Linked DNA regions of Oryctolagus cuniculus: region 2 is linked to region 1. Evidence: chromatin contacts called from public Micro-C data. All regions are on one chromosome and are shown on one strand. The core of a region is the stretch at or near the end of the contact, and the rest is flanking DNA. Distances in the headings are between cores, read along the strand shown.

Evidence for each region. Hi-C and Micro-C count contacts between places; a contact is called where the count stands out from the background.
Region 2: a contact with region 1 is called in a Micro-C map of ear pinna, with 4 times the contacts expected there. The contact joins the promoter of GNL1 here to the promoter of TUBB in region 1. A contact is called at or near these places in 2 of 6 Hi-C or Micro-C datasets (ear pinna and an unstated tissue).

What each region holds. Positions count from the first base shown.
Region 1 is chr5:139,719,838-139,723,261 of mOryCun1.1, forward strand. It overlaps TUBB (tubulin beta class I), which reads right to left and starts at 1,540. Exons shown (of 4, transcript XM_002714359.4): 1 at 1,226-1,540; 2 at 1-98. The coding sequence starts at 1,282. It overlaps MDC1 (mediator of DNA damage checkpoint 1), which reads left to right and starts at 3,029. Exons shown (of 14, transcript XM_070074262.1): 1 at 3,029-3,424.
Region 2 is chr5:139,858,406-139,861,918 of mOryCun1.1, forward strand. GNL1 (G protein nucleolar 1 (putative)) reads left to right here and starts at 1,806. Exons shown (of 12, transcript XM_051854896.2): 1 at 1,806-2,025; 2 at 2,431-2,596; 3 at 2,847-2,983; 4 at 3,088-3,239; 5 at 3,354-3,425. The coding sequence starts at 1,953. It overlaps PRR3 (proline rich 3), which reads right to left and starts at 1,351. Exons shown (of 5, transcript XM_008262677.4): 1 at 1,058-1,351; 2 at 739-855; 3 at 1-59. The coding sequence starts at 838.

The DNA of each region.
Region 1 (3,424 bases), core at 290-2,789:
TTGTAGTACACGGAGATGCGGTCCAGCTGCAGGTCGCTGTCCCCATGGTAGGTGCCGGTGGGGTCGATCCCGTGCTCATCACTGATCACCTCCCAGAACTGCGGGCGTGGCGGAGGGAAGAGCCCCAGTCAGCCACGCGCCCCTCGTTTCCACCGCAGACGCGAGCAAAGCGGCCCTGACGGTCCTTTATGTGCCGGCCGCGCCCTTCCCTGCAGTCAGCCACAGCCTCCCAGAGCCTGGGGCGGGAACGCGGCGCGACCGGGCGGCCCGGCATTCCGAGCGCCGCGGGGGTCACCCGACGCCGCTAGGCGCCCCTCCCAGCCCCCCATGCCGGGCACCGCCCGTCCACGCGGCACACAATGGACCCGCGCCGCGCGCCCCCCGCCGCTGCCGCAGTCCGCCCGCCCACGTGACCGCGGCGCACGCGCACGCCGGGCCGCCGACAAAGAAGGGCGTTGCGCGCGGGGGGCGGGGCCGGGGCGCGGCTTCCGCGTACGCGCCGCCGCCAGGGGCGGGGCCTCCGCGCGGGCGCGCGCCTGGCCCCGCCCCCGCGGGCCCGCCCTTCGGCTACAACGCCGCACTTCCTCCCTGCCCTGCCCCCGCTACTCTGTAACAGCCCGCGCAAAAAAAAAAAAAAAAAAATCCCCGTCAGCCCCGAAATCTCTCCTCCTTCGCTTCTTCACCTAGTTTTAAATAGAAATTCTGTCCCCCCGCCATTCGGCCCCGCAGGAAAGTCCAGCCCCCTCCCCCTTCCTCTCCGAGTCCGCTCACGCCCTAAGGGCTCTCCTAGGGGCAATAGAGGTAAAATGAACGCCGCACGGTCCTCGCCTCCACCCCGCGCGCCGGGGCCCAGCCTCGCCCCTGCCCCTACCCCAGCCCCAGAGCGCGGCGGGGTGCACGTGGGCCAGACCGCGCCCCGCTTTGTGCGCGGACCGTTAGCAAACCCTCCGAGGCGAAATCGCTCCAAGTCCTGTCTTCCCGCCCCTCGCGCACAAAGAACCTTGGCAGAGCGTCTCCCCCCCCCCCCCCAAAAAAAATTGCGCCTGGCGGAGAAAACGAGCCCCGCGTCTTCCCGAGAGCCGGGGGGCTCGCCACAGGCACAGGCAGCAACTCAGGCGAAAACAAAGCTCGCGGGAGCGTGGAGCCCGCGGCTGCCCCGCCAACGTCTCTACAGCATGCTTTCTAGCACGAAAGACGGCTCCAAGAAGAGGCTGGAAACGCTTACCTTGGCACCGATCTGGTTGCCACACTGACCGGCTTGGATGTGCACAATTTCCCTCATGGTTGGAATCTAATTTTCTCTGGCTCGCCTGCGGGGCAAGGAACTATGTGACTCGGGTAGTCTGGGATTTGGTTATTGTTTTTTTCCCGTCTCTCTGCCGGTCGCTGGCTGGGAGGATGGAGCGTGCCCCGGAGGCTGCAGCAGCGAGGTCCGAACGCGGCAGCGCCAAGGTTCGGAGAGGGAGAAAAGAGAGGGGCGGGCGGGGGAGGGCGGGCGGCAGGGCGGGGCGCGCGTGCGCGGCCCGGGAGGCGGGAGACCGAGCCCGCGCCCCGCTCTGCAGACAAAGCCGCCCCGAGCCCGCCGCTGATTGGCCGCGGCCGACAGGCGCCGGCCGCCCATTGGTCTCCACGCTGGCGGGCCAGCGCAGTGCTCCCTGGGAGTTGTAGTTCCCTATTGTTGTGCACGCTGCAAAAAAAAAAAAAATTCCAGCGACTAGGGGTGGGTACCGGCCGCGTCTGCGTGTGTTTGCAATAGAGCAGGACTGTGTCTGCGGTTCTTTCCCTCTGTGCCTGAGTTCTTTTGTGCAGAAAGGGGGCTGTTCTCGGGGATGCAGGGGTTGGGGAGTCCTGGGTGCCGGGGGCTGGGAGGTGAGGAGGGCACGCCCAGAAAGCTCCCTGTAGTAGCAGCTGTCTGAAGACAGGACTGCTAAGCTCAGCGAAAACCAGGGAGCGGTGCAGCACTCTGGCCCTTGGGTGACCCAAAGCCTGAACCCGCATAAGCCGCTGCCCCCTCGGATTGCCTTCCTGATATCTCCCTGGGAGTCTGGGACTGAGAAAGTTGCGACAGAGAAACAAAACTGTAGCGAGGGTCTTTTGGGATGTAGCTATTGTTCAAGGAGTAAGTTGCAGCGTTTAGAGGAAGTGCTGAGATTTGCAGCCTCCGTTATGGGGATGTGGGCCTTGGAAAACAGCTTGATTTTCTTGTGAAAACGGGGAACTAGGGAGTCTGAAGCTTCATAGGATTTCGGTCTTTCCAGACGGCCTGTCCAGATTGATGAAATCGGTGCGTTTCAGTTTCACTGACTAGGCGGGCGGTGGCCATTGCAGAGGGGGAGGGGTGACTGAAAGAGTGGAAAATGGAATGGGCTTCCACGGGGTCCACCTGCTTCCCAAGGACTCACTCATTTGGTAGGTACTACCTATCCACCAACCCAGGAGCAAGAGATACAAAAATGATTAAGAATCCGTTCCCTGGCCTCCAGGACCTTGCAGTTCGATGAGAAATGCGGTAAGCACCAGTCTAGAGAGGTGTGGTCCCAGTCAAGGTCATTGTTAATCCACATTCCATCAGCATCAGCGCACATTTCTAAATCACCTTCCAAATGAAGGAGCGTTAAGTGAGTGTAGGACCCTTGTACTCCATTAAAATATCTTATGTTTTCGGGCATGCTCACAACGAAAGCAGCTTTTCTGCAGTAAAGAGCTCAGATTTAGAACTGGAGGACTTGTTTCCATTTGTCTCTGCATTAGGAACCCAGCGAGTCATTTAACTTCGCAGAGCTGCAGAGATAAAATCTACTTCTGTTTGGTTCTCGTGGCCCGAGCTGAGATAACAAACGGGAAAGAGCTACCTAAAGTAGATCCCTATCAAATTATTTCCTGGTCTCTTCATGTCTCGTTATAATGAAATAAATTACTTTCCATCCTTGCCTTGCCCCTTGAAAAGTGAGGCCAACCTTTTAAAACGGTTAGCAAAACAGTTTCCTCTCTTAGGCTTTGGATTTTTATTTTAGGATCTTCCGTTTAGGAAAATGTCCTCAAAATGTCCGTCGGGGATGTATTCTCAGGAGGAAATGACACGACTTCTACTAAACAAGCGAAATCAAAAGGCAATGAAATTCCACTGCAGTGAGGAGCCTCAAGTGCCACGCCTACGGGCTGTCCTCCAAACTGCAGCCTGGAGCCACGACTGCAATCCGCAACCCATTTGTTTCTCCTGAGTCAGCGGACACCATGTCTGGGAGGACCGGAAAAGGGCGCTCTGGCCGGACCAGACGCGGCCGACGACTGTAGTACAGAGACGCTCTATCCGCCGCCAGAAACTGGCGCCAGACTCTCTGGTCGCGGTTTGGAAGTCTGCGCGGGAAGTGGGCGGTGGGCCATGAAACGGCAGTGGGCGGTCCCTTGGAGCTGGCCAATCAGA
Region 2 (3,513 bases), core at 556-3,055, 140 kb after region 1:
CTTGGGGTCACCAGGCTTTCCATTGGCCATGGGGGGAGGGCCCAGAAGGCTGGGTGGTCCTAAGAGTAGACATGAAAATACCGTCATCAGAATGGGCTATGATCCTGTCCTCAGATGTCCTTCTAGAATGCACTCCTTAACTCAATCAGCGAAGTGAGCTATGTATCATCAGTGTTGCACATTCTCACCCCATCTGTGGGCCCTTTCCTCTGCCAAGCTGTTTCCATGTTCTGCTAGAAAGCAGAGACTCAGGAAACCCGGTCATGCAGGAATGACGCTGACCACTGTCTTTCCCTCATACTGGTGCAACCACAACATCCTAGGTAATTCCAGGGCTAATTCAATCCCCCACCTGAACTGCTGGCCAATCAAACAGCTCTTTTCCCCTCCCCCTCCCCCAGGGGAGTGCTTAAAAGGCGGCCGCACTGCATTCTACCCTCCTAGTTTGATCTCAGACTGCGCTCCCACCCGCCACAGCCTGCAACATCGCGCACCTCTCCTCCTGCGGCTGCGCACTCCGCACTTTAGCTTTTCCTCCCCCGCCTCCTCCAGAAAGGTTTGGGGGCCGGATAAAGGCCAGGAGTTCAGGTGAGTAAACTCCTGGCTTAAAGCTGCATGCAGGACAGCCCCTTCCCCTGCGCGTGCGCCCTCGCGCCTTCCGTGAGCGCCCCCTCCCCCGCACCTGCCTAGTCCCTGGCCCCAGCCTGGCCCAGCTGCCGAGAACGTGCGCTCCCTTACCCATGGGACAACCATCTTCCTCGTCTCCAGTCTCCTCCCGCTCGGGCCGTGGGGGCTGCTGTGGCGGCGGCTGCGGATTCTGCTTCTTTCGTTTCGGCATCGTGGCTGCGGCAATGGCTGCAGCGGGATTTGGAGGGCAGTGAGGAAGGGGCACGCTGGAAGCTGTTTCCGCTTCCGGGGGGAGCCCGGTGGGCAGCGGGGCTGAGGCTCCCGCCATTCCACTTCCGGGAGGCAGCGGGGAGCCCCTGCCGCGGCCGCACCCGCCCGAAAACCGCCCCGCTCCCGCTCTGCTAGGCACGGCGGCAACCTCAAACCTTACCTTTGCTGCATCTCTCCAAGTGCTTACAAGTGCCCTCTCCTCCGCCAAGAAACACCACAGTGTGCTGCAGAGCCCACGGGCTTCCGGGCCGGACGGCCTGAGAGCGGGCTGTCGCGTCCTAACGTCGCCACTTCCGGTGCCCTGTTACCATGGGAACAGCCGCAGGCACAACTCGGTGCCCTCTGACCTCCCTCCAAAAGTCCTTGTCCCACCTGGGTCTCCCTTCCCGCCCGCGCTTGGGATCTGCAGACCCGCCCGTTAGCATCGAAATTCGGGTCCCAGCAGGTCCGCGCCCGGGAACCGGCAGAACGCCACCCGCCCCTTAAGACCTCCGGCCGTGCCCCACGAGTCGCCAGCAAGCGGGCTTCCCTCTCGGGGTGCTCCGTCTCCGCTTTCCACCCAGGCCAATCCCCGCTCGGTGCTGTCGCCTCGGCGCGTCCCCGCCCCCTCCCTCCGAAGGTAGCTGGGCCCGCCCTCCGCTCCGCCGCCCCCGCCAGGTGAGTGGTAGCGTCTCCCGGGAGCGCAAGGTAGTGATGACACGCGCCCCCCCTCCTGCGGGCGCCCGTTGGTAGCGTCCGTGACGGAGCGGGCCCGATCCTCCCACGCGCGCCTCCTCCTCCACCGCCGCTGCGCCCCGCCGGTGCCGCTGACTCTCACGTGCCGGCCGCCTGCCCCGTCCCCTCAGCCCCTCGCCTCGCTCCGGGAGAGACGTGACCACCCCGTGTCTGCTTTCCGTCCCGGCAGTCGCCGCCGGCCGGCCCGGCCCGTCCGTGACGTCACCCGCTAGCCCCGCCTCCTCGAGGGTCCCGGGCCCTGGCGGCGGGGGCTGCCCCCGGGAGTCAGTTGAGGCGGCGGGAGCTCGGCGGAGGGGCGGGCCCGGTGACTGGTCCGGGCCATGCCGAGGAAGAAGCCCTTCAGCGTGAAGCAGAAGAAGAAGCAGCTGCAGGACAAGCGCGAACGGAAGCGAGGTCAGTGCGGGAGCGGGCGGAGGGGGCGGGGCTCGGGCTCCCGCACCTCTGAGGGAGGGGTGTGCCCGCTGCACCTGGGGAGGGGGCGTGGGAGGGGGCGGCGAGCGCGCGCCGAGGTGCGCGGGCGGCCGTGGAGGGGTTCCCCCATAGCTGGAAGGGGTGGGCGAGGATGGGGAGCTGGGGGAGGGGAAGCCGTTCCCGCAGCTCCCTGGAGCAGCGACTGCCCCCGCGCACATCCGGAGGGGTCCTGGGGCGCGTGGCTGGGAGGGCCGAGCCGCGGAGGAAGTTGGGTGGGTGGAGGGGAGCCAGGCCTCCCGGGGCTGGGGCCGGGGCGGGGGCGTGGGGGGGGGGTCTTATGGCCCCTGAGAGCCGGCCAGCGCTGGCGTCACCGGCCCCTCCCCGCAGGACTTCAAGATGGGCTGCGCTCCAGTTCCAACAGCCGCAGCGGGAGCCGGGAGCGGCGGGAGGAGCAGACTGACACCTCGGACGGGGAGTCTGTGACCCATCACATCCGCAGGCTTAATCAGCAGCCTTCCCAGGGCCTGGGTCCGCGGGGCTACGACCCGAATCGGTGAGCGTGGAGGGGGGACTCTGGCCCCGGGCGTCCAGGGCAAGCCGGCTGCTGGCGGGTCGAGGTTCCCCCCGCCCCAAGCCGCCGCAGCCCTCCCTGACAAAGGGGCCCGAGAGTCTGGTTTTCGCTACTGTGGGAAGGAGAGAACGGTTGGCTGGGAGAGAGACTCTCAGCGGCTCCGGAGAGAAAGCTTGGCGAAGTTGTCTGGCTCCCGGGCTGGCGCTGGGTACCGCGGCCCGTGTTTCCTTAGATACCGGCTGCATTTCGAGCGGGACAGCAGGGAGGAGGTGGAGAAGAGGAAGAGAGCAGCCCGGGAGCAGGTGCTGCAGCCGGTCAGCGCCGAGCTGCTGGAGCTGGACATCCGGGAGGTCTACCAGCCCGGCTCAGGTGAGAGCGAGCGAGACCCCGGGGTGGACGGGTGAGCGGACAGTGAGCCAGCCAGGGGTCCTGAAACTTCTCCTGCTTCTTTGCACTTCTCCATGGATCCCCAGTGCTGGACTTCCCCCGCCGCCCACCTTGGAGCTATGAGATGTCCAAGGAGCAACTGATGAGCCAGGAGGAGCGGAGCTTCCAGGAGTACCTTGGGAAGATCCACGGGGCGTTCACCTCAGAGAAACTCAGCTACTTTGAGCACAATCTGGAGGTGACAGCGGGCTGGGGGCGGGACCGGGCCACAGCGAGCCGCGGTTGGGCGATCTGGGTCAGGCGAGACGGGGGCTCTGCCTCAAGTTCTCGCCCCCCAATCTTGTGTTTGCAGACTTGGAGACAGCTGTGGCGAGTGTTAGAGATGTCGGACATTGTCCTGCTTATCACTGATATCCGACATCCAGTGAGTGCGGGGGCGGGGAGGGAGGGAGGTTCTTAGAGGATGAAGGGCAGGGGTGGGGGTTGGAGACAGAGAGGTTTTGTTCTTCCTT